Regions from separate parts of the Mus musculus genome. Here regions 2, 3, 4, 5, 6 and 7 are each linked to region 1. The links are chromatin contacts, called in public HiChIP or PLAC-seq, capture Hi-C and promoter capture Hi-C maps. All regions are on one chromosome and are shown on one strand. The core of a region is the stretch at or near the end of the contact, and the rest is flanking DNA. Distances in the headings are between cores, read along the strand shown. Region 1 holds the start of Pdgfrl (platelet-derived growth factor receptor-like). Region 2 holds the start of Zdhhc2 (zinc finger, DHHC domain containing 2). Region 3 overlaps Cnot7 (CCR4-NOT transcription complex, subunit 7). Region 4 overlaps Asah1 (N-acylsphingosine amidohydrolase 1). Region 5 overlaps Mtmr7 (myotubularin related protein 7). Region 6 holds the start of Mtmr7 (myotubularin related protein 7). Region 7 holds the start of Fgl1 (fibrinogen-like protein 1).

The links. Promoter capture Hi-C pulls out the DNA fragments that hold promoters and counts their contacts. HiChIP or PLAC-seq counts read pairs in DNA pulled down with a chosen protein or histone mark. Capture Hi-C pulls out chosen DNA fragments and counts their contacts.
Region 2: a promoter capture Hi-C map of stem cell-derived epiblast-like cells shows a contact between it and region 1, with 6 times the contacts expected there. The contact joins the promoter of Zdhhc2 here to the promoter of Pdgfrl in region 1. A contact is called at or near these places in 2 of 39 promoter capture datasets (embryonic stem cells and stem cell-derived epiblast-like cells), 4 of 484 Hi-C or Micro-C datasets (all in embryonic stem cells), 4 of 115 datasets of contacts at active chromatin or transcription factors (embryonic stem cells, pancreatic cancer cells and stem cell-derived neural progenitor cells) and 2 of 9 other capture datasets (adipose tissue and embryonic stem cells).
Region 3: a contact with region 1 is called in an H3K4me3 HiChIP or PLAC-seq map of bone marrow-derived macrophages, with 3 times the contacts expected there. The contact joins the enhancer-like site here to the promoter of Pdgfrl in region 1. A contact is called at or near these places in 12 of 39 promoter capture datasets (the 3T3-L1 cell line, cranial neural crest, embryonic stem cells and 4 more), 3 of 115 datasets of contacts at active chromatin or transcription factors (bone marrow-derived macrophages, embryonic stem cells and stem cell-derived neural progenitor cells) and 2 of 9 other capture datasets (embryonic stem cells and liver).
Region 4: a contact with region 1 is called in a FOXA1 HiChIP or PLAC-seq map of pancreatic cancer cells. The contact joins the enhancer-like site here to the promoter of Pdgfrl in region 1. A contact is called at or near these places in 4 of 39 promoter capture datasets (the 3T3-L1 cell line, embryonic stem cells and liver) and 1 of 115 datasets of contacts at active chromatin or transcription factors (pancreatic cancer cells).
Region 5: a promoter capture Hi-C map of liver shows a contact between it and region 1. The contact joins the enhancer-like site here to the promoter of Pdgfrl in region 1. A contact is called at or near these places in 16 of 39 promoter capture datasets (the 3T3-L1 cell line, the C10 cell line, the HPC-7 cell line and 8 more), 12 of 484 Hi-C or Micro-C datasets (the AtT-20 cell line, bone marrow-derived macrophages, cortical neurons and 8 more), 14 of 115 datasets of contacts at active chromatin or transcription factors (acute myeloid leukemia, a beta-TC-6 cell line, bone marrow-derived macrophages and 8 more) and 3 of 9 other capture datasets (embryonic stem cells, liver and pancreatic islet).
Region 6: a contact with region 1 is called in a promoter capture Hi-C map of liver. The contact joins the promoter of Mtmr7 here to the promoter of Pdgfrl in region 1. A contact is called at or near these places in 14 of 39 promoter capture datasets (3T3-L1-derived adipocytes, the C10 cell line, the HPC-7 cell line and 6 more), 2 of 484 Hi-C or Micro-C datasets (embryonic stem cells and olfactory sensory neurons), 9 of 115 datasets of contacts at active chromatin or transcription factors (a beta-TC-6 cell line, embryonic forebrain, embryonic stem cells and 3 more) and 4 of 9 other capture datasets (adipose tissue, embryonic stem cells, macrophages and 1 more).
Region 7: a capture Hi-C map of macrophages shows a contact between it and region 1, with 2.8 times the contacts expected there. The contact joins the promoter of Fgl1 here to the promoter of Pdgfrl in region 1. A contact is called at or near these places in 17 of 39 promoter capture datasets (the 3T3-L1 cell line, the C10 cell line, the HPC-7 cell line and 11 more), 2 of 484 Hi-C or Micro-C datasets (3T3-L1-derived adipocytes and cortical neurons), 3 of 115 datasets of contacts at active chromatin or transcription factors (bone marrow-derived macrophages and embryonic stem cells) and 3 of 9 other capture datasets (adipose tissue, embryonic stem cells and macrophages).

What each region holds. Positions count from the first base shown.
Region 1 is chr8:40,924,137-40,927,903 of GRCm38.p6, forward strand. It overlaps Pdgfrl (platelet-derived growth factor receptor-like), which reads left to right and starts at 2,097. Exons shown (of 6, transcript NM_026840.3): 1 at 2,097-2,289. The coding sequence starts at 2,235.
Region 2 is chr8:40,421,806-40,425,572 of GRCm38.p6, forward strand. It overlaps Zdhhc2 (zinc finger, DHHC domain containing 2), which reads left to right and starts at 2,010. Exons shown (of 13, transcript NM_178395.4): 1 at 2,010-2,364. The coding sequence starts at 2,238.
Region 3 is chr8:40,494,128-40,497,894 of GRCm38.p6, forward strand. Cnot7 (CCR4-NOT transcription complex, subunit 7) reads right to left here. Exons shown (of 7, transcript NM_011135.5): 6 at 1,678-1,788. Among named protein-coding and RNA genes, the nearest start is that of Cnot7, 16 kb to the right of the region's middle. Within about 2 kb of position 1,709, at least 5 of the 459 cell types and tissues checked have an H3K27ac peak or open chromatin away from gene starts, as enhancers often do. A contact at or near this core is called in bone marrow-derived macrophages, where this site is marked.
Region 4 is chr8:41,346,917-41,350,683 of GRCm38.p6, forward strand. It overlaps Asah1 (N-acylsphingosine amidohydrolase 1), which reads right to left. Exons shown (of 14, transcript NM_019734.3): 6 at 2,634-2,708; 7 at 1,172-1,217; 8 at 15-159. Among named protein-coding and RNA genes, the nearest start is that of Asah1, 26 kb to the right of the region's middle. Within about 2 kb of position 1,690, at least 56 of the 459 cell types and tissues checked have an H3K27ac peak or open chromatin away from gene starts, as enhancers often do. A contact at or near this core is called in embryonic stem cells and pancreatic cancer cells, where this site is marked.
Region 5 is chr8:40,608,619-40,612,385 of GRCm38.p6, forward strand. Mtmr7 (myotubularin related protein 7) reads right to left here. Exons shown (of 14, transcript NM_001040699.1): 2 at 276-398. Among named protein-coding and RNA genes, the nearest start is that of Mtmr7, 24 kb to the right of the region's middle. Within about 2 kb of position 1,768, at least 33 of the 459 cell types and tissues checked have an H3K27ac peak or open chromatin away from gene starts, as enhancers often do. A contact at or near this core is called in bone marrow-derived macrophages, embryonic stem cells and liver, where this site is marked.
Region 6 is chr8:40,632,740-40,636,506 of GRCm38.p6, forward strand. Mtmr7 (myotubularin related protein 7) reads right to left here and starts at 2,053. Exons shown (of 14, transcript NM_001040699.1): 1 at 1,959-2,053. The coding sequence starts at 1,982.
Region 7 is chr8:41,213,344-41,217,110 of GRCm38.p6, forward strand. Fgl1 (fibrinogen-like protein 1) reads right to left here and starts at 1,813. Exons shown (of 8, transcript NM_145594.2): 1 at 1,743-1,813.

The sequences.
Region 1 (3,767 bases), core at 847-3,346:
CCAGGCAGCTAGGATGAGGGTCTTAAGCCCATGCCCACAGTGACACACCTACTCCAACAAGACCACACCTCCTAAGTGTGCCACTCCCTGGGCCAAGCAAATACAAACCCATTACCTCCATTTGTCTTTTAATGTAGGTCAAAGTAGAGAAGTATTCAAAAACACTGTCCTGCCATTCGAAGCTTTCTAGTAGTAGCTTATAGACACTATGTCAAAACTTTCAGATTTCTTTTCGATGCACTTAAGACAGGAGCAGCCAACTGGAAGACAAAGGCCATCCAGGCAAACTCAAGGCTACCTGTTGTTCCAAATCAAAGAGAAACTGTCATGGTTCGGGGTTCTATTATTCTCTAATCAGTGATTCTCCAAGATGCCAGAGTCTTCCCCAAACTGCTCATGTGTAAGCACCAAGAGTTTCACAGCCCAAGAAAAGTCAGGCTTGCACGACAAATGTTTCTGAAGTGGCTTACATTGACATGAGGGTATGTATATAAACAACTCGTAAGAGGCACTCTTTGGATACACAGGAAAACATGAATCACTGAAACTCTGCAGCAGAGGTAGGAGAGGCAGCGGCAGGCAATCTTAGACCAGAAGTTCCTGCTTTTTAGTTCCCCTGTCATTGGATGGCTTTTGCTGCAAGTATGCAGCCGATAATGGTACGTCTTTATCACCTGATGCTTCCTGGCATTGAAAAGGTCATTTCTTTTTGCCTCATGGAAATTATGTAGCTGGGGTCCTTGTCTTACCCTATGTTACCTTTGATGACTGACTTGGGGAATAGCAAAGATTTTGACATTGCTTCTAAGAACCCCTCAGAGTACGCTGGCAGAAATATGCGCCCAATGGAGTAGAAGCGGCATTAGCAGTAGTTATTTTAAGTAGACATCTTAGTGTTTTCTATGACTAAGATTCTCATTGCTCCTGTTTTGACAAGCACGGGGGCACCCACCTTTAGTTCCAGTACTTGCAGGGTGCAGAGGCAGGTGGATCTCTGTGAGTTAGAGGCCTCTCTATGGTGTGTTCAAGGACAGCAAGGGCAAAGTAGAGAGACCTCAAACAAATAAGAAATGTCTGACTTTAAAAAAATAATAATTTTGTAATCCGTCTTGATTCTATTTAGATGGAAGATTATTTTGAGAAGTTAAATGTCTTTATTTAGGGAACAAGCAAGGAATGCCCAATATTTAGTTTTTTTTTTAAGTTTATTTTTCTAAGCAAATTCTTAATAGTGTGCACTAGTTTGAAGGGATTTTTTTTTAACTAAGTAAGACCAAAAGGAGCAATGAGAATCTTAGTCATAGAAAACACTAAGATGTATAATTAAAATACTATTTAGAAAACAATCCATGGGCAAAAAAATAAAAACCATATAAGAGAAGGACTAACATTTCACTCTGACTTTTGATGGCCCAGGACTGCTAATAATGCTCTTCTCCTCCATTGGGCGCATATTTCCTCCCAGCGTACTCGGAGGGGTTCTTAAAAGGCCTTTCTAGACTTAGGTCCACACTGACAGCCCGCTCTACCGCAACCGGAAGTCCAGTTCTTTCCCCATACTGTTCCCGCTATCTGCTTATCCTCCCGTCTCCTCTCTTCTCTCTGGTTCTCCATTTGTTAAGCTCATACAAGCAGTTGCTGTGAGCCCCTCTGACTGCAGACAGGCAGCCCCGTCCCTCCCCACTATGACAGCTCCTTCACCTGCATAAGATGCGCAGGTTCATCAGGTCCAGGACTAGATGCGCTCTTACCCTGTCTCTGACCAGGCCTAAAAGGAGCAGCCACAACCAACAATATTTTTTAATGCGATAGCAAACCCATTTTTTTTTTTTTTTTTTTTTTTAGTGCAAGTAAGAGAACACCTGGGGACCAAGAGAAACTTAAGACGCACTTTTTTGCTAAGAAGCAAGACCCTACCAGAGAAGGTGGACTGATTCCTGATTCCATCATCTAGGTCACCTTAGGCCTTCCTAGTCATTTGTCTTCCCAGTGCTTGGTAATAGCTCTATCCGTCACCACTCCACCAGGGGGCAGAAGAGATCACATTACACAGGGGAAAAAAATTTTTTTTAATCTTCTTTTTTTTCCCCCAAATTGTGTTTCCCCCAGTGAAACCGAATCCTCCAGCTGTGGTGTCCCAGGCGCCGCCTCCCCTCTGCGCCCCTGCCCTGCCCTGGACAGCCTGTCGCGCCGTCTGCAGTCCTGAACTATTCTGCAGGTCACCAGCCCTGAAGATGAAGTTTTGGCTGCTGCTCGGACTTCTGTTGCTACACGAAGCGCTGGAAGATGGTGAGTGACTCTGGCTTCTGACCGCCTTCGCCCAGTCCGAGATTCTCTCAGCAACTCCTCTAACTTTTGGCCATAGGGATCGTCCCCAGCGCTGGTCACCTTCCGGTGTACCTGGCTCGTCCTAGAAGGGTCCCCTTTCTTCTTTTCCTTTCCCCCATCGCCCTGAAGAACTCCTGTGAAGGCGGCGGTTGCACTGACCGAAAGAGCCTATCAGGACTTCTCTAGCCTTATCAGAAAGCCACAGGCGATCGAACCGATCTACCCCATCTTCCCCAGACGGAGCCTGGTCCAGCCCCCTGTGTCAACGTGTCGGTCTGATGGCGCGCCCGCAGTGGCTCGCTTCCACCTTTATACGACCGATCCTCGCCCTGGACTATTGTAGCCGGTGCCACCTAAGCAAAGAGATTCTTGTGGAAAATTCCCTGTGTGTCTTCCTTCCCCATTACAGTCTTGTTTTGTTTGCTTGTTGTTGTTGTTGTCGTTGCTGTTGTTGTATACCAATCTGAACTAAAATCCTGCTAGATTTGCCTAGGTCTTTTAACAACAACAACAACAAAATGCTGCACTAAACCAATTTAAAAAAAAAAAAAAAAAAACTAGACCGCAGTTATATTTTCCGTATAAATAAGAGGATGGATGGAAACAAAGCCTACTTTTTTTTTTTGTAGCACATAGGAGGGCCTTGCATCATTTAATTTTTTAAATTGCATTTAGTGTGTGTGTGTGTGTGTGTGTGTGTGTGTGTGTGTGTGTGTGTGTGTGTGTGTGTGTGTGTGTTTGGGAGTGTGTATGCTACAGCAGACTTATGAAAATCAAAAGGCACCGTGCAGGGGTGAGCTTCCTCCTTGCGCTATGGTAATGAAAAGGAGCCACTTCACCAACCACTACATCACTTTAAAAAATGTTTATTTGAGATGTGTACCTGCCCTAGGTCCATCCTGTATTGTAGACAGATAACCGTAGGATTAGGCTTTATTACGTGTGTGTGTGTGTTTGTGTGTGTGGTTTTTATACACTATACATTTTTTTAAGTACATATCACTGCTAATTATTTTAATTTAATTAATTATTTTATTTCCTGCATCATTTATTTAATCGTTGCTGTTTGCATAGTACATCTGGCGACCGATCTCAAGGCTTCCTTAAAATTCCTCAGTTACTGCCACAAATGTGCTCCTTAGATTTGGTTGAAAAGTGTCTTGCTGTTATGCAATCCCATGCTGGAGCCGGCTCAACCTGGCTTGGGACTGATCCACTCATCAATCCCGACCCTTCCATCCGGGTTTCCATTCTCTAAAGCTACAGTCCTCTGCCTCGAGTATGCAGACGTTCAAGGTGGTGGTGGCTCATGACACTGTGCACGAGGCTCCTTAAGGACAGACTCTGACTGAGTAAATAAAAAAGTGTAAGCAGAGCCTCTGGGGGAGGGGAACAGCAGTTCCCCTTTGCCCTGAGCTCAGTCTGCACAACACGGTATT
Region 2 (3,767 bases), core at 760-3,259, 500 kb before region 1:
TGAAGGGCACAGTGGCACTCCCAGGATTGAGGGTGGGGTCGACCTCCTTTGAGTCTTCAGTAATGTCCATTCATCTTCACCAGCAGCTAGCTCATCTTTACGAGGTATCTTGGTTCTGATATGGGAATCACAAGCTGCCCCCCCCCTTTGGTCTCATTATTTTATGAATTGGAAGTTGGTAGAGGATATTGAATCCACGGTCTCAAACATGCTAAACACGTGGACAGGGGAGCTACCCCCTCGATTCCTTATTCTAATCTGGTTAAGATGTGAAGCTGATTTCTAGGGGAGGAGCTAAGGATAGCAGGGGAAATTCTGTTTTCATTTTAATCTGCCCTAGAGAGTATCCAAACAGAATAAAACATCACAGCAAAATAAAGTGACTCACAGGCTAAGAACATTTCAGTGACTTAAAGTCCATCATGAGTCTGACTACTATTTCCTATGTACTTTTTTTTTCAAATTCTTTTTTATTTTTTATTAGATATTTTCTTCATTTACATTTCAAATGCTATCCCCTTTCTTAGTTTCCCCTCCGAAAATGCCCTATTCCCTCCCCTTGCTCCCCAACCCACTCATTTCCGCTTCCTGGCCCTGGCAATCCCCTATACTGGGGCATAGAACCTTCACAGGACTAAGGGCCTCTCCTCCCATTGATGACCGAATAGGCCATCCTCTGCTATATACGCATGAGTCCCACCTCCTGTTTTCTCTGATTGGTGGTTTAGTCCCAGGGAGCTCTGGGGGTGCCGGTGAGCGAGGTTGTTTCTGCGTTGATGCAGTAGCTGTTTCAGGAACATTGGCTTGATATTTAATCCAGTCTTGGGAAGATAATTGAAAAGCCAGGAGGACATAATTGGAGCTGGGTTTCTATACTTCAGCATTCTTATCACGTTTATCAAGTAATTCTACCCAATCTGGTTGTGTGGAGTAAATATAGTATTCATTAATGATATCTGGTACCTGTTACACATACTAATTGTTTATATAATGGGAGGAGTAATCTCAGAAACACGTTCCTTTCCCATTCACCAACAATTAACTGTGGGATGTTTGTTCTAACTACCATTAGAATCACGTTCCAGTGGTTTTGACAACCGCTTTAAACTCTACTATATGCTAAATTTAGAATCGCTATCACAACCAAAATCACTGTCAGGCTGGATAGGATGGGAAAGAACGCAGAGAAGGAATCGCTTGGCTCTTGGGAGATGGGGACGGTAAACTTTACTCTTAGAATCACAAGACAGTTTAACACAAAAAGAGAGAATCTTCTCTCAGCAAAGATCTGCCAGCCCTAACTCTAGTTACTGTCAATGGATTCACAACGTAAAATTCAACTTGCTCCCTCTGGCTAGGGCCTCTGGCAACCCTCTTCATGGCGATCTGGGCACCTAGGTAGGCGTTCTCATGCCCAAACACCATCATTTCGCTGGTCTGTTCTGGAAACTGACCGCACTTTGGCTACTCTCAGCCAGTTTACTGGCACCCACAAGTTAAAGCGAGAATTTTCCTGACAGATGCAAGGGTGAGGGCCTGGGCGCCTAAGGACTTGGCGCAATCCTCCCTGGGCCTGGCCGGTGAGGAGTGGGATAGCAACTGGCTGGTCCCGGGGGCGGGGCGAAGAGGGGCTGACGCTCGTCCTCCTACAAGCGACACCTTGCAGCTCGTCCCCCTCCGATCCGCGCCCTGGGAGTGGCTTGCGGCTGGGGAGGGTGACCCAAAGCGAGTGTCAATTCTCATCACAGTCCCGCGATCCAGGGCCAAGTGCAGGGGCGGGAGGGCCAAGGTGGGCACCGGGTCGCCACCTCGAGCGCCCCTGCGGTGGCCCAGGGCAAGGGCGCACGGGTAGCCGAGAGTCCGAGGGCGCCGTGGGAGTCCGCGTCCGGATCCCTGCACCCGCCCGAGGGCGCAGCCCGCCGCGCAGTGGGAGGCAGCGAGGCGGGGACCGGGCGGGGACCAGGCGGGGGCGGAGCGGAGCTTCCCGCCGCCTCGTCGCCTTCGTCCTCCTACTCTGAGCCGCCGCCTCAGCCCGGCAGAGCAGCGGGAGTCCGCGGCGCCCGCTCGCTGCCGCGGGATGGGGAGCTAGCGCCACGGCGGCCGCGGTGGCCGCAGCACAGCCAGCCGCCGCCCCCGGGCCTGTCCCGTCGGGTGCTCCGGGAGCCCCGAGCCCGGCCCCGAGCCAGGCCCACGGGCGGCGGCGGCGGCAGAGCTGGGCAGGTGTCTGCGGCTGGAAGATGGCGCCCTCGGGCTCGGGCGGCGTGAGGCGGCGGTGCCGGCGGGTGCTCTACTGGATCCCGGTGGTGTTCATCAGCTTGCTGCTGGGCTGGTCCTACTACGCCTACGCCATCCAGCTGTGCATAGGTGAGTGGGTGCCCGCGTCCCGAACCCCACACGCTGTCCCCTCGCGGTCCCGGGACTACAGCCCCGCTCTGCGATTGCTTCCACTCTGTGCATCCGCTGGGTTCTCCCCACCCCGCCGCGCGCCCTGGGCGCTTCCCAATACCTGCTTGCCTGCCGCCCCAAACCTCTCTCCCCACCACCACCACCCCAAGCGGAGGTCAGCCGGCCTCCTGGAGACCTCCTGCACTCTGTCACTCCCTTGGTCTCCCCTTGCCGCTTTTGGGTTACTGGGTCACCTCCACCCCAGGACGCACGGCCAGGAGTACCCCCTTCTGCCTTTTACTCACCACTGCCACCCCAGCCACACCCTCTCACCGAGCAGGACAGAACAGGGGACCACTGTGGTCACTGAGGCTGGGAAGCTGCCCTGGAGGCCGGAGAAGCTGCCCTGAAGGCTGGGCCAAGAATCAGAGCTGCGCCAGATATGCGATGGGGAAACACTGGCCTTAACCTCGCTCGGATGGCAGAGCCAGCTTCTTTTCTGATGGCCATAGACCCACTTTTTAAAAAATGATAACAGTACTCACGAGCGTTGTAACCGCCTGTGTGGTTTGAGGGTTGATAATTAGCCACTTTCTAATTCAAAAGGAGGCAGGAAGGGCGAGCCACTAGAAAGTATCTTTCGAAGACCTGTGAGAAATATAGAAGACTATAGTTTAGATGCTGGGAAAATAGAGAGCGGGGCAGGAAAACCATCATCTGAAGTGCATAGCATCCAGAGAACCAAGTGCCCCAGTCCAAGATAAAGCTCCTGAATTGGTGGGTGGGGCACTTTCAGCACTGAAGATTTGTTTTTTTAAGGTTGATTATTCATAAGCAGGGAATACAGTTATGAAGCTTAATGTAAACTTTCTGCCTTAGGAGGTTCCGTGAAAGCTGATGTGTGTTATCAGGAAGAAATGTTCACACAGGGGATGACTCTTCTGCCAGGGATACGTGAATATTTTGTCTGATGTTTACCCACTGAACTTACTAACCTTTGCCCTAACCAAGTACTAGCCTAGGGTGGGACAAGGAGGAAATAGGGTCTGTTTCCTTAAAGCTTTGCAACTTGAGTAGTTTCAAAGCTTCGTGCATGAAGTGCAAAACCTTCTCTGAAGCCATCTCAGCTCCAAATGTCGGTCCTATGAGAAATGGTGTCAAGATGATAACACCAAAATAATTTTGACATCACTTTCAAGATAATTGAACCTATCTTCCCATTTCATATAGTTTTAAAATTTGCTATTATTACCTTGTCGACTAGATTCAGAAACAACATTTTAATCCCAATTAGGTGAAAATTCTAATTTTTGATTTAAAGATTTTTAAAAGTGGTCTATACTGACATCTTCCTGACAATGCATAAGAATATGTAATAAGTA
Region 3 (3,767 bases), core at 459-2,958, 430 kb before region 1:
TTTTGAAAGAAAAAAAAATCATCTTAAGCAAATGATACAACCTGTAGTTTACATCTCAACACTGTAATTGCTACTAACTCTTTCTGTGATGTTCCTTTGAGAAGCTATGCTGCATATTTAATAAATAAGACTGACTGATGCCCTTAACTACAGGCCTAAAGGACACGTTCTAAAAAGCAAAAATATTTTTCGTTAACATTTACCTCATTTTAATAAGAACTTATGAGCATAAAAAACATGGCAGACATTTTCATTTCTTTAACATAACAAACTTCACAGAATATGAGAAGTAATGTCGAGAAGGGGAGGAGACATTATACCATCTTAGGTTGTCTTAAGTCTAGGTGCAAGGGTGAACTGACTAAAATTAACAAAATCCTAAGCATGGTATAGACAGTAAACCTTAACACTCTCACTACATCACTGTCCTTGAAGAAGACAATAAAAAGGAAAATAAGGATAACAAACTGGTGCCAGAATTCCACCACTGACTAGCCATAAGACATTTTAAAATAAAAATCCAGCTAGGCAGTGGTGGTGCACGCCTTTAATCCCAGCACTCAGGAGGCAGAGGCAGGTGGATTTCTGAGTTCGAGGCCAGCCTGGTCTACAAACTGAGTTCCAGGACAGCCAAGACTAAACAGAGAAACCCTGTCTCAAAAAAACTAAAAAAAAAAAAAAAATCCAAAAGGTGGTCCTATACTGAAACTAAGTTAGTTACGTGAGTGGACAATTCAAATAACTTCTGAATCAATACTACCTGGCAAAACAAGTCAAATGCGTTCTGTCAATAGCATGTTTTTACCAAGAGAATATACTCAAAATAATTCCACAGCAACTATTTCATAAAAATGTGTTTCTGTAGGCACATTTTATATATATATTTGTACCATTTATACCAAACTAAAATAGGACACACACACACAGTGTACCAAAAATAGAATACATGTGTGTGTGTGTGTGTGTGTATATATGTGTGTGTGTGTGTGTGTGTGTGTGGGTATACAATTAAAATTTGTTTATTATTATCAGCAATGAAGTAACCACGACATCTATCACCTAGTTATCTATCCTAAAAACACTCAGTTCCACTACATATCATCCTTCTACTCCTAACAATTTTATACTTGAATTCCTGATAGTTTTGACTCAACTATATGTCAGACTTCAGATTTAATTAATACCTATATATTCAAAAAGCCTTTAAGACTTAGTAAAAACTGTTAAGTTCTACTTTATAAAACCTTTAAAGCAATGAAGAATGACATGAGCAAATCTATTTTCGCCACCAGTTTCTAGAAAAAGAAGGTACGACTCCCTGGCTCGTATGGGGTCTAAGAAAGTTGAGTTCCCTCACTATTACCTTTTTAGCTTAAAAAACAGCATGTTCATATGTACATGATCTCTACAATCACCTAATTTTTTATTCTATAAACAACATATTTCAGTAGAATAAATAATGTTTTTTTATTCTATAAAGAGTTTATTCTATTTCCTTTTGCGTTACATTTCAGGAGGACTTATTTAACATTTTCATTCAAATGTGGTGGATGTAACTTATATAGTACCTCTATTTATATCTTCACTTAGTAGGTTCTTAATGCCCAAAACTTTTGTCATCAGACCTTTAATGTTCTCTACCTAACAACCAAGAAAAAGGCACTGATGTCTTCATACTTCTCTCATTTTGAAAAAGGCCATTCCTGTAAGCAGTGAGTCAGATCCTGCCTGGTGCTGAGGGCCTATGCGCTCCAGCTCTAACTGCTCAGCAACTTCCTGTAATCCACCCTAGAAGGAAGAAAAGTTGCTTGTCAAATAGAGAGGACTTTGGGACTGGAATTCACAATTACAGATTTAGACACTGACAAAAATATGAATACATTTTTAATATGTAAAGATGAACCTTGTAAAGATGGCAAGGGGATTGATAAAATATGAATCTGTAATTTATCTGTGGACTATAAAAGCCTTTTTTTACCAGAATATGAAATTCTAATAGGAAAATTTTATTTTAATTATACATCTTAAGGCAAGTTAAGCATGCCTTAACAACTTTCCAGAGATATGAAGGAAGTAGATCATATTCAGGGTAACAGTAATAAACCATACTCAGTGTCATTAAAAATATCTGCATCCCCTAAAGTATTTAAAACTTAGTAAAACAAAGACAACATGAGTGTTCAGACCACTGTCATTGTCAATCTACCACATAATTTCCATTTTCTCAACTAAAAAGAGAATTTTACAAATATACAACTCTTTTAGAATGGTTGCTCTGATCTGCTTATATTACTATAGCTATGACTGAGAAAAATAACGAGTGTCAAAGGAAAAGAGAAGAAATAGACAGACACAGAACAGACTACCAATCAACTTCCTCCTTAAAATACAAAGCCTTTACTATCCTGTAGTCACATCCTAGCCTGACAGGACTCCTGCCAGCAACGGTTTCTAACATTGTGTGCACCATGCATCCTTGGCAGCTGCTTAGAACACAGCAGCAGACTAGATATGAATGACTGGTAGCACCTTATTGCTAACATACACTTTTAATGTGAGCAGCTCACATAGCACTCAATAAAATATTTGATATTTTTAGATATTTCTGAATATATAGAAGAATAAAAAATTAGGACTCTGTTTCTGAAAACTATCATTATACCAAGCTGTCAATTAAAAAAACAAAATACAGCCGGGCATGGTGGCGCACGCCTTTAATCCCAGCACTCAGGAGGCAGAGGCAGGCGGATTTCTGAGTTCGAGGCCAGCCTGGTCTACAAAGTAAGTTCCAGGACAGCCAGGGCTATACAGAGAAACCCTGTCTTGAAAAACCAAAAATAAATAAATAAATAAAAGAAACCCTGTCTTGAAAAACCAAAAATAAATAAATAAATAACCAAAACAAAACAAAACAAAACAAAACCAAAAACTTCCAGAGCCAGCCAGGTGGGAGCCTTAGATTCTCAGCATGCCACTCATCAGTGTAAGTAGTCAGAATACTCTGCTGGAGTTCACTTATGAGGAAACCTCAAATGACACAGGATTCTGTGACTTTCAACTGACAGTCATGAGATAATCTTTCAAGAAGTTCTCCTAGTTATTTGGCACCACACCTACAACAGTGACAAATTACTTCTGTCCTACAATTCTCAGTAAATTGTTGAAACTAAAGCTTCCACATTATAATTCCTCTATTCTTGCTTAAGAAAAACTATTAAATTCCTTACTGTTTCCTAAAGCAAAGCTCTGTCTGTATTTTTCTAAAACCTAGATAGGGAAAACTTGGCCAACCTTGGTTTTACTGAAGACAGGGACAATATTGGCTACACATACACTTGTTTCCTTAGTTATAACTTAACATATCACACCAAAATCCAGCAACTAAAAACCCACTCAGTGTATTGCCAGGGATCTGTGCCAACTCAGGGGAATTTGCTCTTGAGCCAAAGTAGTACTTTTCTTTAATCAGGAAATGTTTGTTTTGATAAAATTAATGTCCAAAGGTTAAAAATACATGGCTACATATGTTCAGTATTATCAGAATAAGCTACTGTCTATATAGAACCTACACATTTACTATATAGTATTTATGCCTAACCAGTTTTAGCTACGAAAATAACAACATCATACTTTAACAAGAAAGAATAAAGGAGAGTCTCTAGTCAGGATAATCTGAAGGAAAACCACCTTAGAACACTACTGAGTGTCTCTGCCCCCTGCTGGCCAACCCCAATCTGTATGCTTGTGATAGTTCTGTGTGCTGGGAG
Region 4 (3,767 bases), core at 440-2,939, 420 kb after region 1:
TACATATTTCTTACTGGTTTGAATCCTGTCAACATGCCCACATATCCAACAAAACTTGTAGCCTTGAAAACAGTCTTATTGTTTCTTTGGAAGTCCAAATTCACTGTTAAGGGCTTTAATTCTTCTGTGACAACCCAAGTGTTATTATTTATATTCCACCTAAAAAAGATAAATGTTGCTGACATTGAAGACAAAGACGAAGGTGAGAGTCCAGCATTACATAGATGCATGTTTGTCACTGAGTCTTAGTATGGAATCCAAGATGGCTTCAAACTTGTAATCCTCCTGCCTCAACCTTCCAAGGGCCAGAGTTGCAGGTCTGAGATGCTATGTCTGGTTACAGGAGCTTCTTCTAGCTGGTCACTTAGGATCAACCTTAACAGAGCCTTGAGTGTACTATGGTGGATTTGAAATGTTACAGGCCCAGTCCTCAGTGAACTGATGTTCAGAGGTAAGGCTTTAGGGAGTGATTAGATTAATCTACTGATGGGTTAATAAGCTGAGAGATTATTGGGAGATAATGCCAACTTAGGAGCTGGGTCCCGTATGAAGGAAGCAGGGTCCTGGATGGATACCCTCGGATGTATACCCTCGGAGGCTACACTGTCTTTACTGCACTCCTCTCTCGACGAGGTAAACAGCCTCCTCTGATACCTGCTCCAACCAACACGATGCTCTGAGGCCTTATTAGCCTTAGAAACAGAAGAGCCAGCTGACCATGGACTGAAACCTATGAACTGTAAGCCAGAATAAACATTTCTTCATCCAAAAACAGGGTGGCTTCATCCTTTTTCCAGGGGCTAAAACTTGATGCTCAGAAAAGCTGACTAATTCTGGTCACATCAACAGCGAGACCTAGATTCAGATGACGATCTCTATTAGAAAGCCATCATGTTTTCATAAAGGCCGAGATGGCAGACTTCAGCAATAAATGAAAATAAGGATCTGCGCCCTCAAGCATGGTCCAAATTCCTGTCCACTGCGTGCAACTCTTGCGATACGCCTCCTAAGTGACTGAGACGCCCCAGGTGCCTGCCTTTCTAACACTAAGGAATCCCGTCATCCTCACCCACGGCTCTCCTCTGCGCATGAGGGGCGTTTACTTTTCATCAAGGTAATTCTATCATCTACTCTTCTAAGGTAGTAAAAGTAGGTCAAGTTGCTTACTTACCCAAGAAATATTCCAAAATCCATGTTTCTCCCATGTAGTAAATGACCTTTTAAGAAGAAAGTGAGAGAGACATGAATCCACAGTTAAAATACAATGGATTCTTAATACATGGACATAGGCAGCTGTGAATATTCACATTCAAAACTGTTTTACCAAGCAATGTATAATAATTAAGAACCCTGGCTGCCAGGAAAAAGCCTTAACAAGTTCAAACTGGTGTTACAAGCACACGTTAGATATCACAGTATCTAAAATCTGACTCAGATATGGAAACAAATCAATGGTTATTCCTTGAACAACTGCAAAGCAATTCTGCCAGGACATAACCTCATAATACGACTTACCCAGTTCCTTGATTGCCACCTACAAATGGACATCTCAAGTCTTAGGTGTAAGTCAATAGCCAGGGTCATGTGTCTTGGTGTCCAGCCAGGAAAATCTAGGAAAGTGAAGCTCTCACACACAGTGCTTGCTGACTAAGAAACTATGAGAGTGTTTGTTCTGGGACTCCAGAAAAACCTCTGTCACTGCCTGAGGTGGCTTGGATGAGAATGGCCTCCACAGGCCCAAGTATTTGGATGCTTAGTCATCAGGGAGTGGCACTATTTGAGAAGTATTAGGTGTGGCCTTGTTGGCGGAAGTGTGTCATTGGGGATGGGCTTTGAGTTTTCAAAAAGCCCGCACCAAGGCCAGGTTCCTGTTCTCCCCCCTCCCTTCGGCCTAGAGATCAGTGAGGCTCTCAGGGGTTTGTTTCTCCAGCACCATGGCTTCCTGCCTGCTGCTAAGCATGATGATGATAATGGACTAAGCCTCTGAAAGCAGAAACAAGTCCCAATTAAATATTTATTTCATAAGAGCTATCTTGGCCATGGTCTTTTCACAGATTGAATAGTGACCAAGACACTGCCTCAGCGCGGGTAGCAGAGGCCCCTGGTGAACACTTCCTTCTACTCAGTTATACAGGTGGGGATAAAGGGACTATGCAGATATGCAGAAAACACAAAAGTTTCTGAGGGGCTGGAGGCATGCCTCGGTGGTTAAGGGCACGTGCTGCTCTTAGTGACAGCACAGGTTTAGTTCCCAGCAGGCACTTGGCAGTTTGTAAGTGTCTGTAGCTGCAGTTGGGAGGGATCAGATGCCCTCTGCAGCCTCCTGGAGTGCCAGACATGCGCATGGTACACAGTCAACACATTAAAGCAAACACTCAGACACTTAACATGATCTCTTTTACAAAGAATGCTTCTGGTCTAGAACACTTCTTCCACATTTTCCACGTCTCATTTAAAGTTTAATAAGCATTATAGTAATCTTAAAATAAGACTAATTTTCAATGCACTTATAAGAATTTACCAGGATATACTAAATGATATATAACAGACACACAATTGAAATAGCAAGCCTACTTAGCACATGTTCTAACTTATTCTAAAAAGTACATTGTATGATGTTCTCTGCAGATTACCTTTCTCATCTTCAGTTATGATTGATGTACACATGGTAAACAATTCATAGAAAATGTTGAATGAAATAATCTCTCCTGTGGGGGAGAAAAACCAGGGAAAGGTTTTGCTGATGTTAACAACCATGACATTAAAGGAAAACGCCATTCACCTTTGAATCTGAAGGTGTGCGGCATGCTTCTGTCTTGTTAAATGCTAACATTCTGTGCTTAGCCTGCATTTTGACCTCAGCCTAGCTTATTCTCAGTTTATTTATGTTTTGATGAATCTCAGTATTATCATGAACTATTAATCTATTTTTCTCTAGAGTTATTTATATTTGGTAATTACTTGTGATAACTCTTTATATAAGACTTTCTTCTCATGTAGATGACAAGTATATATTTCCAGTATTTTATTTTTTAAAATTGTTTTTCAGTTAGATTTTGCTGTTGTTGCTTTTGGTTTTTTGTTTGTTTGTTTGTTTGTGTTTGTTTTGTTTTGAGACAGGGTTTCTCTGTGTAGCCCTGGCTGCCCTGGAACTCACTCACTCTGTAAACCAGGCTAGCTCAAACTCAGAGATCGGCTTCCTCTGCCTCCCAAGTACTGGGATTAATGGTGTGTGCCACCATGACCCAGACGTTGTAATATTTTTGTGTTTATTTAAATGTGCATTTATTCACGTGTGCACATACATGTGTTTGTGTGTGTAAGTTTGGCATGGTGTAGCTGGGCAGAGGTGGCGCACGCCTGTAATCCCAGCACTTGGGAGGCAGAGGCAAGCTGATTTCTGAGTTCGAGGCCAGCCTGGTCCACAGAGTGAGTTCCAGGACAGCCAGGGCTACACAGAGAAACCCTGTCTCAAAAAAAAAAAAAAAAAAAAAAGGTTTGGCATGGCGTACATGTGGTGGTGAGAAGAAAACTGTAGATCCCAGGAATCTAGAACTCGGGTTGTAAGGCCTAATCAACACGCCCCTGTACTTGCTGATCCAGCTTGCTGCCCCTTGAAACACACTGTTTAGTGCAGCAAAACAAACAAACAAAAGCACTAGCCAGCTCTGTTGAGAAACAACAGAAAATGTCCATCAGTTCTCTCGTGAAAGCACTGCGGGTGTCAGAAAACGCCGACTCAATCGCTTTGGTTGCTTTTAGGTGAG
Region 5 (3,767 bases), core at 518-3,017, 320 kb before region 1:
CAGATGTGTGTAAAACATCCTACAAAGGACAGTTATAACACATCAGGTGCTGTCGCATGCGACACCTGGTAGGACTGAAGATCTTCCCGGCCATGCATAGGCTCCAGCAGCTTCAGCCACTGCTAGCACATTCATCCATCCCATCTTAGGGCTGTGAAGGAAATTCCTTTTCTAATACATCTCAGAAATCGCTCCCAAAAATGCCCCCAAAAGTCCACGGTCCCCATCCTGAAACCAATGAAAAACATGTAAGGCTAAAGATGCAGATGTCATACCCAGGTTTCTTTTCTTGTGTCAGGTGCATTTTCCACGAATATGACGTGAGTGGCCGTCAGATACAAAGTTCCCAGCGCTGCCTTTTTACAAGACACTCTGTCTACCAAGCGCACGTTTTCAACCTAGAGACGTTGGGTGAAAATCAAAAGAGCCAATCACAAAATATCCAGGAACCTTATATTTACTCTAAAACTTACACGGGAGAATGTCTCCAATAATTAAACCAAAATACGCCCCTTGGCTCAGCAGCAGACCATGATAATGTGTATCAAATAATAAAATACCAGTTACGAAAATGTGATTTTAAATGTGCCACAAAACATTTACGTAAGTGTTTTGGGAAGGGCAGTACACACTCTTAAGTGCTGAGCCATCTCTTTAGCTCCATGAAACACAGCTCCCTTGATCCCCTGACTGAAGTCTAATATTACAGTCTAATAATGAAGTCTAATATTTCCTTGACTTTTACACAGGTCAGTATTTTATTTCATTGTAGCTATACAACATTTTGCACATAAGTCAGCACATGCATGCATTAAAGCCTTGCATTTACATAACGACAGTGTGTGAATATGAGCTAAGTTCTATCAAAAAGAAACACTATGCTTTTCCACGCGTCTGTAAAGTGGAAGACAGGGCACGTGGATGTTTGCCTTCACATAAACGACCATAGTAAGAAATATAAAAAGGTTCATAAGGAGACCATGAAGATTGAGAACTGCTTCCATTCACTGGTGAATCCTTCTAACGATACTGGAACTCTCCTCCGAATGTTGGGTGTGTGGAAAGTATCACGTATTTGTGCATTTTGATGCAGAACAGTTTCAGGGATACTGCAGTAGGTCTGTGTCACGACACACCACAGGAAGGACAACACAACCTGTACTGGCTGTGTGGAAACAGCAGTACAATGACCTCTTTACGGAAACAGCTCCTTTTTATTTCAAGGTTTATTTTGTTTTCAGTTATGTGCGCTGGGGTGGGGGCTGTGCATCGAAGTGCAGGTGCCTTAGCAGGCAAGAAGAGGTCACTGGATATCCTGGTGCTGTGTTGGGAGCCGCCCCCACATTCGCCGTCACAAGATGGCGCTGACATCCTGTGTTCTAAGTGGTAAACAAATAATCTGCGCATGTGCCAAGAGTAATTTTCCACTACATGTACTCTGCCTTTACTCGGCCATGGGCTGCAGCCAATCAGGGAGTGATGCGTCCTAGGCGAAGGATAATTCTCCTTAAAAGGGGACGGGGTTTTCCGCCATTTTCTCTCTCTTGCTCTGCGCTCTGGCGCGCTGGCGCTCTGGCTCCTAAAGATGTAAGCAGGGGGCTTTCGTTTTTGGGCTTGGGGGCTTGCGCTCCTGCTCCTGAAGATGTAAGCAATAAAGTTTTGCCGCAGAAGATTCTGGTTTGTTGTGTTCTTCCTGGCCGGTCGTGAGAACGCGTTTAAGAGTGCTGAGGCTGCAGGAGCCTGTGAGCCACAAGACCTTGGGAAGGGTAGTACACGCCCTTAAGTGCTGAGCCATCTCTTTAGCTCCATGAAACACAGCTCCCCTGATCCCCTGAATTAAGTCTAATATTGCAGGTTTCACTTCTTCTTTGACCCACAACTATTTAATAAGCATATTTTGTCAGTTCCCTATGACTATTATTTTATTTAATTTACTAAACATTCTATTCTGAACTAACTCTAAGGACACTGTCATGAAGCAGCTATGGAAGGAAAAAATGAGGATATGTTATCTTTATAGCATTTCTTTGAGAAGGGAAACTATTTAGCTGTTTAAAGTTGTATAGCTAAAATATCTAGGGTCGGTATACGAATTAACAGTATGTAAAAATGAAATATAAATCATTTTTTTATACCCTGAGGACTAGTGAAACTGAACTTCATTCTAATACTGAACTATGGTAATATTTTACGGCGAAAGCCTTCAGTATAGACTATTTTCCCCTCAGAAATGAGAGAGTCGATGCCACTTTAGAGTATTTTTAGAAACAGAGTAGAACAGAGCGAGGAGGAGCACTTGCTGGCGGATGGGGGGAGACTTAATGGAATTATTCCCATGTCTCTTTGTTAACTTTGGATGCTGCTGCAGGAAAATTAAATTTCAAAGTTTGGCAATCACTCTGACAGGTCCCAGAGCTGTCATAAGCAATTTTGAAGCTATAGAAGACAAAAAGAAATGGAGGATAAATAAATGAGAGAGAGAGAAAAAAAACACCAAAATGACCCGTATGTTAAACAATACCAGAAATGGGTAACCAACGCGACAATTAATTTCATTCCTCAGTATACAGAGCACATGAGGACAGCCATATTCAGGGCCCACTTCACAGTCTGTGCTTAGGTAGCTGGAACAACCTCAAATGAAATAAATCCCCTCAATTCTGGCGCCACCCTGAAAACCTACTAGTTTAATAGCTGTGCCTCAGTGGTGAGCTAGCTCAAGCCTATTTAATCTCCACGGCAATGAGGCTGCTCCTATCTGAAGATGAGACCTGGGAGCCTACTTATTTCTTGGACAAAGTCATCACAACTTGCTCGCCTGTTCCAGAGACTACGGACACGCCACACAGGGGCACATACGCTGTAAGTGGCTTTTAATATATGCTAAGAAAGTGACACCCGTTTCTTCTGGATTGTGCATTTACCACAAATGTGATATTTTTAAATGAGATCCACCTATGTCATTAGTGGGATAGCACACCCATGTTATTTAGTGGCTATTGCTCTTTGCTTCCTTTGTAGGACATAAAACTCTGATGCTTATTAGTGGTGTCTGAGATCTGCTCAAATGACTCTGGCATCCTAGCAAGTGTTTAAGTCCTAGGACCAAAAGAGGTAACCTTGAAGAGTTATGTCAACTGGGGAAAGAAGGCATCTGAGGAAACGCACTGTTTGAAGTTCTCAGCGAGAAAGCACACACTTAGGAAGAGTCAGGTCAGATGCTATAAGTAACATTCTCTTGTCAGGGCACAGAGGAAACGTTTATGTCAGCTGCTGTTGAGACCTGGAATAAGGGAGAGCTGATATGGTCGACACTTTAGCAAGCAGGGGCCTGGGAACACCAGGACTGGAAGCTATACAGAGCCACCAGAAGCATCAACTCGCAAATGCTGAGACTGCAAAAATTCTGTCCATATGGAAGTGGGGGCATGGTGGGATAGAATCAGAGGCCATTCTGGTCATTCACAGTCCACCCCAGAGACTTACAACCAAAGACATTTTAAAGAAAGGTCTACTGTCAGGACACAGTCCAAGAATGTAGTTACAGGAGAGGGATCCTGAGCCCTTATGAGAAAATTCCAAGAAAGCAAGCATCGATGACCTCAGTTTCTTGTGATGTGTCTCTGTGCTCCTACCAGATGTTGCAGATAGGAGTGAGTTTACTCCAGAGTTTATGACTCATCTGCCTCTGTGGAGAAGCAAACTTGCAGCCTGTCCTGGTGACTGAACACTGGTGACTCTCCCTAGCCCTTTGAGTATAAACTGTC
Region 6 (3,767 bases), core at 803-3,302, 290 kb before region 1:
CCCATGTCACAACTGGCACCCCCATCCAGACTATGAGTTCCTGCATGTGTGGTACTCCAAGCATCTCACAAACTGCACAGAACACGACCCTTAAATGCTTGTGGAATGAAACAGATAAACAAATCTCATCCGCCTAATATGTGTAACCTCAACGTTTTGTTGTTACTGTTTATTATTCTAATGCTAACGGCCATGTAATTCAAAGACACTTCAGTGACTTCTCTCTCCATCCCAACCACCCATTGTCTTCCCATTTCCAGACACACAAATGTCTACATGGCCTAGAGGGTATTGATGAAAACCAATTTTAAAAAAATACTTCCTGTTATTCAGGTTTAAATATATGGCTTTGCCGGGCAGTGGTGGCACACACCTTTAATGCCAGCACTTGGGAGGCAGAGGCAGGCGGATTTCTGAGTTCGAGGCCAGCCTGGTCTACAGAGTGAGTTCCAGGACAGCCAGGGCTATACAGAGAAACCCTGCCTCAAAACAAAACAAAAAAATATAGAGATATGGCTTTGTCTGAGGTGAAACAGAGTAAAGTCCAGAAAGTGATATCGCTCTCCCAAGTTGACACCAAATAAGACAATGCCATCCAGTGCCAGGATAAATACCCTCTCATCCCCGCTGCCGACATCCACATAAGACACCACCTGTACAAAGGGCCCCTTCATCATGAAAGAGGAATGCCCTTGGCAAAAGACAAAGAGAATCATGGGTTAAACTCATCACTCTTGAATAAATTATTTAGTACCACTTAAGACCTGAGAGCCCTGAGCCACGGATCTTGTGGTTTATGGCACTGTCTCCTAAGTTTACAACTTCCTGATTGTAAAGTAACAGTTTCATTCCATGGGGCAACGTCAACACAACTGAAACTCACCGCTGGAACTGACGGTCTCCAGCAGGCTAGAAGACTAATTCTTCCATGAACACAATATTAATGAGGCTTTTACTAAGAGGTATGGGCAACCATCTCTGAATGTAGGGATAAATTCTTGCTGGATAAGGAGCAAAGTAATTAAATATACGTTCCCATGAAATGATAATAGCCCTGGGATCACATGACTTCTGTGCACTCGGATATAATTTTAGTCCAAGTCTGTCTGGGACCTAGATTTTAAATATAAGATGATTCTGAAAAGACTGTGTGGTGGTAACTAAGAGAGAAACAACGGGATTTTTAAAAAGGTCTTCCTTCCCAGAGGTTTTTAAAATCAGACAAGAATCTCTATCATTATTTTAATTCTAAATTATATTGCAACAAAGAGTGGCAAGGTTTGGTACTATGGCTAAGGCTTCCAGTCTTAATTAACTGTATAATCTGGAAATAATCATTTCTGTTGAGCGGCAAACGCCGGTGTGTTTTAACACACACTCACGGGTGAAATCTATACGCAGCATCTTCTTCCCAAGGGGCCAAACAAACGGGAAAGAGAAGAATACGCCATCATTCAGTCATGGCAAATATGTATCCTAGGCTCAGCTGCAGGTCCCTAGCAGCTCCAAAATGGGAAAGGATGCTTCGGGTGAGTCCAATCCTTAGCTTCAACAAGCTTCCAAGTTCATTCAAACCATCTGTCTATAACGCACTTTCTTTGCACCTGCTATTCAAGAGCTTGCTTCCTTTTCAACTGCTCAGAGCTACCAGCACCTTCTTTAAATGAAAATATTTAAAGAAAAACCGTTTATCAGCACCCTGTTACTCAACAGACAAATGGGGTCCATTCCCTCCTGCCCACCCCTGCGTCCACTGCGCACCACCTCACCCCCAAGGACAAGAGATTAGCGCCAGCTAGGCCTGTGAGCTAGCAAGAGAAAGACCGGCCTCGCAGTGCTCTGGGAGATGCTAGGGCGCCGCCAGCTCCTCCCTCGTTCGCGGTCCAGCTCCCGGCCGGGCAGCCCCGTGCGCTTAGCATCCCTCCTCCTTCTCTGCCTCCTCCGCCCGGGCCACCAACCTTGGGCGTGCGGATGTGCTCCATGGCGGGCCCGCGTCTGCAGGGTCCCCGGCGGGCGCGGCCTCACGCACCTGCGCGCGCGCGTGCGGCGCAATGGGAAGGGCGGGGAGGGGGCTTCGGCGGCCGCGGGCGTGGGCGGGTCCCGGCCTTGGCTCCTCCTCCAGGTGCGCCGGTGGTGCTGGGCGCCTGCGCGGGCCTGAGATCGCGGCTCTGCGCCTGCTCGCACCTGCGGGTCTCACCCTTGGACTTTGCTCTCCTTTCCGCTCCCTCTCTCTGGTGGAGGCTCTCACTGCCCAAGTCACTAGGTATTTTTCCAGATGGGGATCTTCAAGCTGGCTGCGGTGGCGCTTGCCTGTAATCCCAGCCACTCAGGAGGCTGAGGCAGGAAGATCATTTGGGTCCAGCAGCTTGGAACAGTAAAAGAGACATAAAGATACCCCCCATATTTTCTTTTTTTAAAAAAAGAAAAATCAAAACCCAAAGAGAGTCAGGCAGCATAAAACGGTAATACTGTGGCACCACTGTTTCCTAAGGCACAAAGAGGGCCTTGTGTTGGGTGTGGTTTCTTGGAGAGATGCGAATGAATCTGTGAAGCTTTATACCCTCATTGGCTGCCTTCCAGAGCATCCGAAGATAGGTGGAACTTCAGAATGTGGTAGGGGGAAAAAATGACTGCACCCTGATGCAGTATGCATAGTCTACTGGGTTCTGGATGTATTCTGGCACAGGCTCAGTCAGCAGAGTCTTTGGGGTGAAAGTGAGAGTAATACCAATGTTGTTTGTGCCCTAGTACTAAGGTTGCTGTCAAGTCAGACATCTCACATAACCATGTGACTTCACTGATGGAATCTTGATAGAGATGTGAAAACCCCAGATCCTGTGTTAGGTACATATCGGCTGTCTTTTCCTAGCTGTAACTAAACGACAGCTAGAGACACAAAGTATCCACTATGAGGTCCCTTTAAGGCACCAAGGGAATCCAGAGACTAAAAACACCCTCTGCCATACTGAAGTTTCATAGAACAGTTCTTGGAGTAGTATTTGTTTCGTTGTTTTCCTGGCCCTTGTTTATGACATTGTTGTAAATTCTTTGACCTTACACATTGTTTTTGATTTTGTTTTTTTTTTTAATCTCCTGTTCAATACCGGCATATTGCAACCTTCAAAATATGTTTTCATTAATGTCGAATTCATTTTAAAATTGTCACATCCCCTTTGCACGTTTTGGACCATATTCATACTCCTACCACCCGAGAGGGTAGATTGGAACAAGCTATAAAACATCACTTGTAAATGACAAGAATAAGTCAAAGTGTAATTTTCCCTTTTGTAAAGAACATCAGGGGTAGTCAAAGAAAGTCCCGCTTTAGTCAGTAGTACTTTCTGGTCTCGATTCAAACCAGCTCCAGTATCCTTATTTATAGACTGAAAACATCATTTCCTGTCTATATGACCTCATCTCCAAATTAAATTTTATGATATAATGAGCTTACATCTGTTTGGAGGGAATATTCTGAATCAGACAGACATCCTGGAATAATGTGTTTTCAGTATTCTGTCTTCTGGTAGGCTGATAAATAGTGTACTGGATCAGCAATTTTTACACACAAATATTATAGTACAGATTTGAAAACATCTATACATAGGTAAAGAGAGATGTCTGAACAATTCAAGATTAGTCTAAAGTGTTGATGATTCAAAAATCATGGTACTTATTTAAAGACTCGTAAAATAAGCACTAGGTTAAATTAATCTATTATAAGCCAATTATTAGGATAAGTTAACAGAATATGATGGAAATATTATAAT
Region 7 (3,767 bases), core at 563-3,062, 290 kb after region 1:
CAACAGCTGTACATCCAGAGAAACATTTTTGTTTTAATGTTCAACATGCTTGGCCGTTAGGGATAGACTAATTAAAACTACTTTGAGGTTTCATCTTATCCCAGTCAGAATGGCCAAGTTAAAGAAGAAGAAAACCAGCGGCTAGCATGGATACGGGGAAAGAGGGACTATTATCCACCACTGGTGGGTAGAGGGAGAATTTTGGTTTTTTTAAAAACCCATTCATGTTATGCAAATATGTTTTTGTTTTAATCCCAGGTGTGGGGTATGGGATGCTTCAGATTGTCCACAGCAGCTAACTATGATTCGTCTTGTGGTCTGGCATGGGTGTGATACTGCCAGCTGAAGATATTTTATGTTTGGAATTCCAGGAACTCTTGCGAGGCTAGAAAAATGCCCTAGCTCCAAGAGGCTGCGGCAGCTACTGGTCTCTGCTGCTGCTGTTTGCCCGTCTTTCTTGTTGGCTGGATGACTGCCTGTTTCTAGTTGTAGATATCCTGATGATGGAAGATTGGTTTTCCTCCAAGGAACTTGATGCCACTACTCATCAGGAAGTAGTCTAAAGAGACCTGTTCTCCTTTCCCCTCTAGCCTTCTTTTTTGCCTACCCGGGATTGGGCGGTTGGAAGGGGTTGGGGTAGAGAAGAGTGGTAGGTAAAAGAACCTAATAAAGTAGCCAAAAAGTATGGTTACAGGTAGGAGTATAACTGGTCCAGCCACTATGTAAAGGTTCCTCAAAGAGCTAGAAGTAGATCTACCATGAGATCCAGCTGAATCACTCTGGATCAGATACCCCAAAGACTATAGTTTGCTGTTACGGTATGAGTACACCACGGTCATTGCTGTTCTATTCATGGTAGCCAGGAAATGGAAGTGGCCCCAATATCCAACTATGATGAATGGATAATGAAAACCTAGTAGTACACTGACAAGAGTCCTACCCACGAGAGTCACATTCTACCACTGAACTGCACCCCCACCTTCTTAAAATGATTTATATCAAATAAGAAAGCCTGTCTGAGAGCAGATATTTGAAGGTAATTTCAATGCATACCTTTATAATAATTTGAAAATATAATGATTTCTAATTCAAAATACCTAAAGCAAAAATACTATAAAAGAAATACAACTAGGCATAGTGAATGATAAGGATCAGGATGATGTTATATAAACTAGATGTACCAAATAAGGATGGTTTACTAACATGAATAATGAAGACTAGATTGTCAGTGCAGCTGTGTCCAATCGGAGAATGTTGTATTGATTTTATAATCTCCATCAGGGATTTCTACCCTGCCTTTGATCATTCATTCAGTTCCCAGATAATATATATTCATAATTATTTATATTTTAAATATATTTTACATTTATAATAAGTCTTAAAAGCACTAGAGCTGGGCAGGTATCTAGCCTCTATGTCTATTTCCCTGCAAACAACCCTGAGATATGTCTTGCCATATTTCACCTTGGCCAGTCTTACCCTACTCTGTTTTTAATTCTGTAGGCTGAAATGGAAAGTTCTACTGTGAATCCCCATCTAACTCATTTGAAATACAAGGAGACTAGAAACTAATTAAATTCTAAATCTCTCCTCCAAGTTGCAAGCAACTCTGCTTTATTGTCAGTCATCTCAATCTCTTTCGAAAGCCAAAGGCTACTTTCTGAGTCCTGGTGTCTGCCATTCGCTGTCATGAAAGAGTCACCATTATTACAGTCCAGTCAGCAGTACAGATAATAACTTACCTCAAGTCAAAATGAATCAGGACTTAGCTAGGCTCAGTCCATCCACACAGAGCCTCCCAGGAACTTCTAACTGAAGTCAGAATTACAAACGGTTTTCCCCATTATTTGATTAGAGGCAGGCAAAGTTGACTCTGGCTCTAATCCAGAAACAACATGAGGAAATCAGTTTTACTGGAAGGAATAAAAAACAAAAAACAAACAAACAAAAAAAACCAAAAAAAACCAAAAAACCAAAAACAAAAAAAAACAACTGGAGGGCAAGCTCCAATACTTTTTTTTTTTGTCTTGTTTTGTTTTGTTTTGTTTTGTTTTTTGAGACAGGGTTTCTCTGTGTAGCCCTGGCTGTCCTGGAACTCACTTTGTAGTCCAGGCTGGCCTCGAACTCAGAAATCTGCCTGCCTCTGCCTCCCAAGTGCTGGGATTAAAGGGGTGTGCCACCACCACTGGCCCCAATACTCTTATATTCTCAATTTCTCCTCCGTGCAGGACATTTTATTGGATTACATATCTTTATGTCAGCCTTTTATAGTTGTGTTCATCCAGAGAATTTTATACTTCATCCTAAAAGTCAAAGCCATCTGAAACTTTGCCTTACAGATAGATAGTAAAGTTAAGAAACTGCCAGCTGCAAAGGAGGAAACTAAAGTATCATTTCAACTAAGACAGGGACAGAGGCTGCGTTTTTCTTAGGTATGAAAACACCACCACCACAAGCTTATAACGGACGCAATGGACCCATCAGTTTACTTGATCCTTTTTTATTATGATTTTTCTTTATTCTTGAGAACTTCAGATATGAAAACATGAAATATGACCATATCCACATCCCATTCTCCTCCAAGTTTCCCCATGTCGTCTTCCCAACTTCACCTTTTTTTTTTTTTTTTTTGATACCACCCTAAATTCCCATCAGGGCAGCACATGTGTGCATGAATCTGGGACTGTCCATTAGTAACAGCGTTCTCTGATATGTAAGATTGTGCCCCTTCCTGTAAGCATTAGCCATGCTCTTACTAGCTGTTCTTTTTGCTTTTAAAGCCTCTGGAGCCGCTTTTATTGTGTAAAAGGTAACTTTTTCAGTTCCACTAATCTTGTGTAACCATCTCAGACTGGAAACCAGGTGATCGCTTCTCGTCGATTTTGATGTAACGCAAGCAGTTGTTTGCCATCTGTTCTGTTGCCCCTATTTCTTAACTCAGATTCCGGTAAAAAGTAGAGTGTTTCCCTTCTGTCCTAGGTGAGTCACTGAGCAGAGAGCTTTGCCTGTATTTGACCTTCCCATTAAACACTTTCTGACGATTGACTTAGAAAATTTGGAAGTTCTTATAGAAAAGTTAGTCCCAATGGCTTAAAAAATTAACAATAATAAGGCAATGACATTTAGGCTGAAGTGATCTACACACACAGGAGGGATGAAGTTATGGCATTTGAAATAGTAGAGAATTCAAACCGCTGATATTAAAAGGAAAGCGTGGAATTTTAAAGCTAATGTGACAATGACCACTGTGGTGAGGTTAGTATTTTGAATGTATCTTTCTTGTATCTTTATTGCTTTCTCCACACTCAAAAAAAAAAAAAAATTGACAAGCTCTACTGTCACAGGCGTCTGCAGAGGACACAATAGTAACTAACAACAAGAACTGCCGCATTCGCTACAAGTTCTACAAGCCAAATAGTAAGAACAGGGTTTCCTTTGCCTTTCGGTGATGCTGAGTTTTAAACCTATGGTGTAGCACATAATGAGAATCTGCTTTACCCATGGGCTATACACCCGCTGCCAAAGCTGTTAGAGCTGCATTGACTCAGCCCCCAACACCCTACTCAGCTATCAGCTGTCTCCTTTTCAGTGGGGAAATGGGCACAGAAGTTTAAGCAACTTGCCCAAGGTCACACAGCTAGCAAGAGATGGAGCCAGAACTCAAAGGCAATCTGGCTCTGAATTTGTGATCCTCACAATGAAAACTAGGTTATGCTGTCAAAGACTTGGTTCAAAAGCACTGTCCTAAAAGAAACTCAGGAAAAGCT